Regions from separate parts of the Mus musculus genome. Here region 1 is linked to region 2. A link is a contact called in public Hi-C data. All regions are on one chromosome and are shown on one strand. The core of a region is the stretch at or near the end of the contact, and the rest is flanking DNA. Distances in the headings are between cores, read along the strand shown.

Region 1 (4,270 bases), core at 99-2,598, 140 kb before region 2:
AAGAGGCTGAAAGAACCCAGGAGGCTGGGAGAAAGAGTCATTGGCTGTTTTGTACTGAGAAGCAGCACGGTTGAAAAGGAAGTGCTGCTTCCCGGTGAGAAAAAGGGGCCAGGTGGTAGCAGACAAGGGCAAGACGACAAGTTTCTCCTACCCCTCCTCTTCCTCCTCTTCTTCCTCCTCCTCTTCCTCTTCCTCCTCCTCTTCCTCCCCTCCCTCCCCTCCTCTTCTCTGAGACAAGGTCTCACCCTGTAGCCTTGACTGGCCTGGAACTCACAAAGATCCATCAGTCCCAAATGCCGGGAGATTAAGGCCATTGTTCCCCACCCACACCCACACCTACACCTGCCTCTTAAGCCCGGTTCCTTTGGCCCTTTTTTGCCTTGCCTACACAGCTTTCTGCTGCCCACAGAGTCTCCTGTTCTCTCTTTAAGCAAGCTGTTCATCAATACCCTTCCAGCATCGTCCACTTGTTTGAGTGGCAGGGCTGGGACCTGGAGAAACGTGTTCAGAGCTACTGTGCTTGAAGAATCTTCTCGAATGGTTATAAACAGTCTCATGTTCAAAACTTGCTCTAATATATTTTCTTTTCATTTTTAAAAATTTGCTCCACATAACGGTCACACCTCTTGAGCAGCCCACAGTACCATGAATATGTTTGTATCTAGGTAAATCCACAGCTGCTGTTCTCTACAGGTTTTTTTTTTTTTTTTTTTTTTAAGAGTTTTGATTGGAACATATAGAATTTAAGCACATTTGCTATTTGAAAGTACCTTTGTTTTGTGCCTTGAGCAACTAGCCAGAGTCATTTTAAAATCATGGTGGTGACTAAGAAAGTAAGATCTATGCAGAAAAATCTGAAGAATTTTATCCATTCTTAGTTCTTGTTAACAGGCTCATTGTGCGCCGTGTGGATGGCTTGGGTCTAGGACAGATTTCTCTCTGAACTTGACAGCATGGGTATATGAGTGCAATTTGGCCTTTCGTTTTCCCTGGCAGCCGGTGCCCGTCCATTTATATGGTATGTTCACAGGAGAGCTGACAAGTGTTGAGAGGTTTTATTTGATATGCAATTTTTTTTCCTTTTAAGATGAAAAAAAAAATCCGTAAAAATAGGTACTTGTTAGCTAGTTTTCCTAGTTAGTCTTGTGATCATAACCAAATGTTTCATTAAAGAGTTTCACCCAAGCAGGTTAACGTGCTGAATGGTTGTGCCGTGTTTAATATTCATGGTGAAGGTGTACACAGGGGGAGTTTTTAATGATGCAAATGCAAAGCCACATTATTTTTCCTGTATGACTTGCAAAAGCCATTCCTTCTAAAACAGGGCTATTTATGCTAATTTGCAATAGTTACTGAATTGCAGGCGGCTCTGTGAATTTACTTTTCTTGGCAGTTCTAGAATATCCTGCCATAACACATACTGAAAAATTGTTTGACGGGTTATGAAAATCTGGATGCACTGCAGGTCGGTCTTGTGCAAACCATGAAATGGTGACTCCGGTAGGAACACAAAGCCTGTTATCTGATCAGGGAAAGGAAGCGGTAAAACGGGGAATCCAGGCTTCTGAATGGAAGACAGGCTCTGTGTGGCTACAGAGGCTCATTAGGAAGGTTGGGTACTTGCTATGTAACCTGGTTTGTGGTACCCAGCCCTTACTTGGTATTATTGATCTTTTTGAAGATGCTGAGCTGCACTGTCCATGAGACTCACCTGGGAGGCTAGTAACACACACCTTTCTCTAGAAGGCATTCATTATTGTTTTGAGACAAGGGCTCATGTAGCTTTAACTGGCTTCAGACTCACTATGTATCCCCCCTCCCCGCCCCCATGAACTTGAACTCCACAGTTCCCTGCCTCTACCTCCAATGGGCTGGGATACAGGTATTTGGAATCATAGCCAGCTTGGTGGCTTAACTGACTTTTTTTTTTTTTTCTGTTTGGAAGAATAGGATAAAAAATACTTTATTGTCTTTATCATATATTACACAAAGAAAATCTTTAGTTGCATCATAAAATTAAATGCTTTTAAAAAATAAAATAAGGAAACTGGTCTAAACCAGCAGACTTCTGGGGCCTGCCTGACTCAACTGTTTGTTAAAGCAAGTAAAAGTTTACTCCAAATATCTCTAAACAAGACTATTTTATTTGGAATTGTGATAAATCAGGACAGGTATCTTGGAGGGAAGGACCTTGGTTTATAACTTCAACTACAAAATATTTAATCTTCCGTCTAATTTAAATTATTCAAAGAGTTTCAAAACAGTTGTGACATTTAGAACATTAATAAAATATAAAAATTTAAGAGAAATAAACAATTAGGCCATGAGCAAGATAGGTAACCCTTTATAAATAAACTTGTCAATATCGTAAGATACATGAAATATCACATAGCAATGTCTCAACATGAGTTTTTAAAGCGAGGGAAGTGGTTGTCAGAATTACAGGTGCAGAATACGTTTTCAGAATTTTGCTATTATTTTTTAAACTGATCCTCTAGAGTTGTTTTTCTCAAATGATAATTAATTATTGGGTCTGTCACTATTGAGCTAATGATGTGTGATTGCTTTGTTAATGATTGATGACCTCAGTGAATAATATGATTCCACACTGTTAGCTGTGTCTAACTTACTCCTTAGAGACAGTTCCTAACCTGGGTGGGCAAGTGGGATTCTATGCAAAGACATTGGGGAAAAAACAGAGGTCGTTCATTTGTTTATCAAGTAGATATTGAGAATGTGTATGCAAAGCACTTATACTTTCTTGGGGCATAGGGAATACTGTAGTGAATGAGAGAAAGGGTTCCTATCTTTGACGAAGAGCAAGAAGACAAACATGAAGGTGACTGAATGATAAACTACTTAACTATGTGAAGTGCTTTGAAAGATACCTACAGCCTGGGTTGGACATAAATGATGATGTATAGTTTTAAAGAGATTTGTGTGTGTTTTTTTTTTTTCTTAGAGATAGGGTTTCTCTGTGTAGTCCTGGCTGTCCTGGAACTCACTCTGTAGACTAGGCTGGCCTTAAACTCACAGAGCTCTGCCTCTGCCTACCAAGTACTGGGATTAAAGATGTTCCCCACCATGCTTGGCTAAAAGGATTTCTCTTTTGAGACAGGATCTTAGGTACTGCTGACTAGTCTCAAACTTGATTGTAGCTCAAGATGAACTTGAGCTTTTAATCTCCCACTCTCAGCTTCTACTCCAGTGCTGGGATTGTCACTGTTTATCATTTATCTTAGATTTATTGAGATTGTTTTTACTTCGACTACTACTATTATTATTATTTATTATTATTATTATTATAAAGACCAGGTCTCACCATATAATCCTGGCTCGCTCGAACTCTCTACATAGCCCAGGCTAGCCTCCAACCTACAGAGGTCTGCCTGGCTCTGCCTCCAGTACTGGGATCAAAGGCATGTGCTACCATGCCCAGCCAAGGAAATGATTTTATAACTCTAAGATAGAAGCAGTATTTTTATATTCCACTTCCGAAGGAAGAAAAATAGATAAGAAATACAGATGGTCAATTAACTTGTTCATCTAACTTCATTCACATCATAAAGAATGCAAACGAACATAAAAACTGTAACAGACTCATATGCTTTATATGCTAAGAAGTGCATCAAAATTTATTAAAATTTTCCACTGGTAAAATTGGATACTTGATCAAGGAATGTTCTCATCTGTTTCTTTTTTTTTTTAATTTTAAATTTATTTTTGATAATCATCTTTTAATCTCTGACATGTTCATACAATATAAATATATATTGTGTATATGTATAATATACATATGATATAAGCATAAACAATATGTCTCTATCAGATCTAACTCTAATACCTGTCAGTCACCCAAGTTCCTCTTTTCCTCTTTATATCTTTCCTTTCCTTTTCCTTTTCCTTTTCCTTTTCCTTTTCCTTTTCCTTTTCCTTTTCCTTTTCCTTTTCCTTTTCCTTTTCCCTTTCCCTTTCCCTTTCCCTTTCCCTTTCCCTTTCCCTTTCCCTTTCCCTTTCCCTTTCCCTTTCCCTTTCCTTTCCTTTCCTTTCCTTTCCTTTCCTTTCCTTTCCTTTCCTTTTCTTTCTTTCTTCCACTGAATTTAATTAGCACTGTCTTTTGGAATGCTGACTGATATTGTTTGCTTGATCTTGTCCAGGTGATCATTGCCACAGTGAGTTCATGAGTGCAGTAGCCATGTCACGTCCTGAAGACAGGACTTCACAGCGCTCTTCCCCATCCTCCATTCTTACATCCATTTTGCCTCTCCTC
Region 2 (4,243 bases), core at 407-2,906:
AACATGCGGCATGACCTGGTTTTTCTTTAAAGTTCGCCTTGGCCTGCAGGTTGCCGACTCTAAGGCAGTGAGGAACCATCTTAATGTTTAAACAGCAGGATACAGACTTCCGAGTTAAAAGGAACTCAGGCCAAAGCTAGGAATCCTTGGGGCAAGTTATCTCTGGATATTTAAAAAAAACAAACAAACAAACAAACAAAAAAAAAACCAAGAATAACAACAACAACAAAAAACCAACAAACAACACAATAGTAACAAAAACGGGTGAAAAATCTTGAGATTTCCTCTTAGGACCTTTCCTGATGAAAACTGAAAAACTTGAGGGTAAACGCCCACAGCAGAGCCTCAGGAGAGTGGCTCCTGTGGGTTTTACAGGGAGATGACAGAATGAACAAAGAAATAGAATAGAAAAGAAAGCAAGCATGAGTGCCCCTCGGTATGGTGGAGGAGGAGGTTTATTGTAGATAAAAAGGAGAGAGAGCCCAGAGTTAGAGTATGCAGGCACATCTGGGAGAGTCCAGAGTAGATGTGACTAGACGGAGAGGCACTATTTGAGGAAGGGGGGAGGGGGAAGAGAGGAGATCCATGTGCATCATCCACAAGACCCAAACAGACACCAAGAGCAGGCAACCAAAAAGGCCCAGCCCCTGGACTGGAGAAATTTAAGCTAGGGGGTGGGGTGTGCCAGCCAAGAGGGCCCTGTAACAGGTAAGGATTGAGGGACAGGACAGGCCCGCTTTGACATGTTACATAGCCACCCCAACCATTCGTCCCAGGTTTGAAACCCAACATCTAGTAGCAGAGATCAAGATTTCCAGCTAAGGGCTGGGTTCTAACTACCTTTCAGACACAGGCAGCTGTCTCTCTTTTCCTTAACAGGCAGGACAGTAAGAATCCAGGAGGCTACAAAGGCCTCCCACAAACAAGATGACACCAACAAGCTTTGCTCTGCCAAACCAACAGGCCCTAAAGCCTGGCCTGTTTTGGCCAGGCCCTCCAGTGGCTGAGTCCTGCCTGGGCTCAGTCATAGTCTCTCCTAGGCTTCCTTCTAAGGAGCTGTGCTTACAGGATGCGCCCCTGAGCCAGAAGACTTCTTACTTAACCTGTTGATGCTGTCAGACTGTTTCAAACACTGTTACCATGGAAACTTCCCTAGTGGATTGTTCTTCAAGACAACAGTACAGGTGCTGGTCCCAGGAAGCTTTTCTTGAATCTTAGGATGTACGGTGTAGACTACGGAGACTTTTAAACCCATAATGTAAGGGTTTCAACTCAAATGTTTTCAAAGATCAGACCGGTAGGCATCAGTCAAATGAAGGGTAGGATGTGATGTCCCTAGAGCACAAAGATGGGCCACTTTAGTGCTCCAAGTCTAGGTAAGTTCAGCATTTTGGGCAAGCAAAATCACTCCGGTGGGCTATAATCAGCTCAGCGGCTCTCATTGTACTGTGGGATTTCCTTCCTTATCAGAAGTCAGAGGTAGTCAAAACCTGAGCACTTAGATCAGGCAGGAGGCTGGGGATCAAATGAAAGCAATTAAAGATATCTTTGTCACAATATTAAAAAGGTTCAGATGACTCATATAACGACTAGGACACGAGATGGTGGTTGTTTGTTTTTCGTTTAAAAAGATCAAAGATCAGCAACAAGGATTCATGGTGATTAATCACAAACCCCTCACCTAACCCTAACCGGGGAGGAAAGCAGCACAAGATTCAAGGCAGTGGTAGAAAACGCCTCTGGACAGCCTCTGGTTTGGCTGTGACACTGACTGCAGGGAGTCTTTCTATAAGCCCATTAGCTCCATGCCTTCCCCTGTTCTCCATCCCTGCAGGGAAGCAGCTATTCTCCTGTCTACAGTACAGAGAGTGGGGAACTGGCAGAAACCAACACATCTTCATGTGCCGACGCAGCAACGTTGCCAGGTAACAAATGTAGAAATGTACTCAGAAAACTGTATGTGACAATATGCAACCTCCGCTCTGCAGCTGATAACCAAGAGAGTGTTAAAACACTATGTTCTCTTAACACTTCGGCTTTAGTGTGAAAATAAAATTAAATGGGATACTTCCTCTTGTAAATACAAGGCAGGCATACATCTCACACACACATGCCAAACTGGGAACAGTAGAAGGGGGTTTGTGACACCCCTCACTGGTCTATCCCAGCAATCCCGCTCCACGAGGAGTCCAGAAAACCCCGAGAAATGTAGCGACTGAACACGAGCCTTTTTACGGTGGATATATTCGCCTCTGGCCAGACAGAGCTACGCATGATGAGAAAACAAATGCAAACTGAAGAAAAGCTTATACAACAATATGAAACTGAATGTGCTTCCCTGTGCGGGTTCATGAGTCAACCTTTAAAACTGATTGCCTATGCCAAAGCAGCAAGTGCTTGCTGCTCAGATCAATCAAGAACTATGGCCTTCTCTCACCTCCAAAGATAAAGCAGACACTACTAACAAGGCCATGGTCAGGGTGAACAGTTGACTGACGAACTTCCTGCCTGTGTGACCCAAAGACTGTGTCATATGGAATGTAGGTGAAAGAGTGGGGAGGGAGAAAGACTTGCATTCAAACCTTGGTCCTGACAGCTGGAGACTGAGTGATACTGGATTTACTGGACAGGTGGAGCCTTGGGTTCCTCGTCCGTAACTGAGGGCATCTCATATAACCCAACTGCTTTCCATGCCACAGTTTCACAGGAAAGTCTTCCTGTCACTAATTTTCATTGACCTGGGAACCTGAAACTTGCTGGAGGTGAAACCTGTAACGTGTACAAGTTTTATTTGGCAAGCGAGCAATGCCCAGGCTGAAGGGAAAAGCCTTTCATGGCTTCTTCTTATGTCATATATGACCATGTTTACTGACAAAACAAAACAAAACTAACCACTCAAGCTATCTTCTGAGGTACTAGAATGCCAGAGCATCCTCCAGTGAGAAGGCTCACATGCCATTTGTCTCACCAAAAGATGCAAGGTCCCTAAAGGGGGAATGGACCCATGTCAATGTTAGGAAAGTTGATGGAAGAGTCTCAGAGAAACCAAAACTAAGACGTGTCAGGAAACAACATCTATGCAACCACCAGCTTGCTCTGGCATTCTAAGTGCATTCAACTCTGGGATCCCGTTTCCTCTTCGGCAAATAAAGGGGCCACAGTAGCACCTTTTACATAGGACTGCCACAAAGTGAAAATTAGCTCAGGCAGAAAGAACACCACGTTGAGTTTCTGGCTTCTGGTACTCCTTATTTATTATTAGTTATTATTAGGTTGTTATTAAGAAGTTATTATTAAGAAGAAAAAAAAATGAAAAACTTAGCCCTAAGATATTTCTCCATTGCTTTTGTACATTTATTTCTCTTGGGCTCAGATGAACCTGTTTTGTTCTGTAAGGGACAAGCCCACTTTCCATTTGCCTGGAAGGCTTCCCAAGCCCTGTCTGAAATTGCTTCTATTCTGAAAACTTTCATCCATCCCCTGAGGCAGAGGCAGGGAGAGCTCCACCTCTGGTCACAGTGCCTTAAGGAATGATCCCACCTCGACTGGAGTTGGGTGAAGACCCAAGGGGACCAAGGCCAAATCTTCTTGCCCCACCCAGTGCTCCAAAAACGCTTCTGCATATGCTAGCAGAAGAGGCATGCTCAGTCTGAATGTGATGAGTCAGTGCCCATGATCCCACTCTGTGGGTCATTCCTAGGAACTCAGCGAGACCATATGTGGAAGGTACTCAGCTCAGCTGACACATACACAGTTAGACATTCTTGCCTAACCCAGTTTACTTGCATGCAGGTACAGGGATGGACAATATGTGGGAAGGAGAGGGCAGAAACCTAGGCAGTGCCCCATTTTACAGGGCATCCAAAGACATCACCAGAGTGTCAATCGAGTCTGTTCTCTAAGGGAGACTTTGAAGACAGGGGACAAGATGACCAGGCTTCTCTTAGGAAGTGTCACTGACAATAATGCTAAGAAAGACATGGTAGCTATGGAAGGGCTGTCCTGCTGCTGTATGGGGAAAGCATCCAACTCTGGCATCATGCCGTCAAGGCAGGTAGGGTGCACAGCAAGGTGTCCGAGAGGATGAGCTCCAAAGATGAGAACTTGTTTCTCTGTCCCATTCCAACCCGTGCTAGGCTGCTCTATACATATTATTGACTAGCAATTCCCTGGCTGAATGGAAGTTGTAACTGAATCCTGGCCGAAAACTACTGGGAGATCAAACAGGCACAGAATTGATTTG

What was found. Hi-C and Micro-C count contacts between places; a contact is called where the count stands out from the background.
Region 1: a Hi-C map of cortical neurons shows a contact between it and region 2, with 2.1 times the contacts expected there. The contact joins two enhancer-like sites. A contact is called at or near these places in 1 of 15 datasets of contacts at CTCF or cohesin (the NIH/3T3 cell line), 2 of 484 Hi-C or Micro-C datasets (cerebral cortex and cortical neurons), 5 of 115 datasets of contacts at active chromatin or transcription factors (bone marrow-derived macrophages, embryonic stem cells, epiblast stem cells and 1 more) and 1 of 9 other capture datasets (embryonic stem cells).

The regions. Positions count from the first base shown.
Region 1 is chr6:108,589,544-108,593,813 of GRCm38.p6, reverse strand. All of the region lies in intron 3 of 0610040F04Rik (RIKEN cDNA 0610040F04 gene), which reads left to right. Among named protein-coding and RNA genes, the nearest start is that of Gm44040, 56 kb to the right of the region's middle. Within about 2 kb of position 1,348, at least 5 of the 459 cell types and tissues checked have an H3K27ac peak or open chromatin away from gene starts, as enhancers often do. A contact at or near this core is called in cortical neurons, where this site is marked.
Region 2 is chr6:108,452,039-108,456,281 of GRCm38.p6, reverse strand. All of the region lies in intron 44 of Itpr1 (inositol 1,4,5-trisphosphate receptor 1), which reads right to left. Gm35165 (a long non-coding RNA gene) reads left to right here. Exons shown (of 5, transcript XR_869349.3): 4 at 1,835-1,925. Among named protein-coding and RNA genes, the nearest start is that of Gm35165, 18 kb to the left of the region's middle. Within about 2 kb of position 1,656, at least 63 of the 459 cell types and tissues checked have an H3K27ac peak or open chromatin away from gene starts, as enhancers often do. A contact at or near this core is called in cortical neurons, where this site is marked.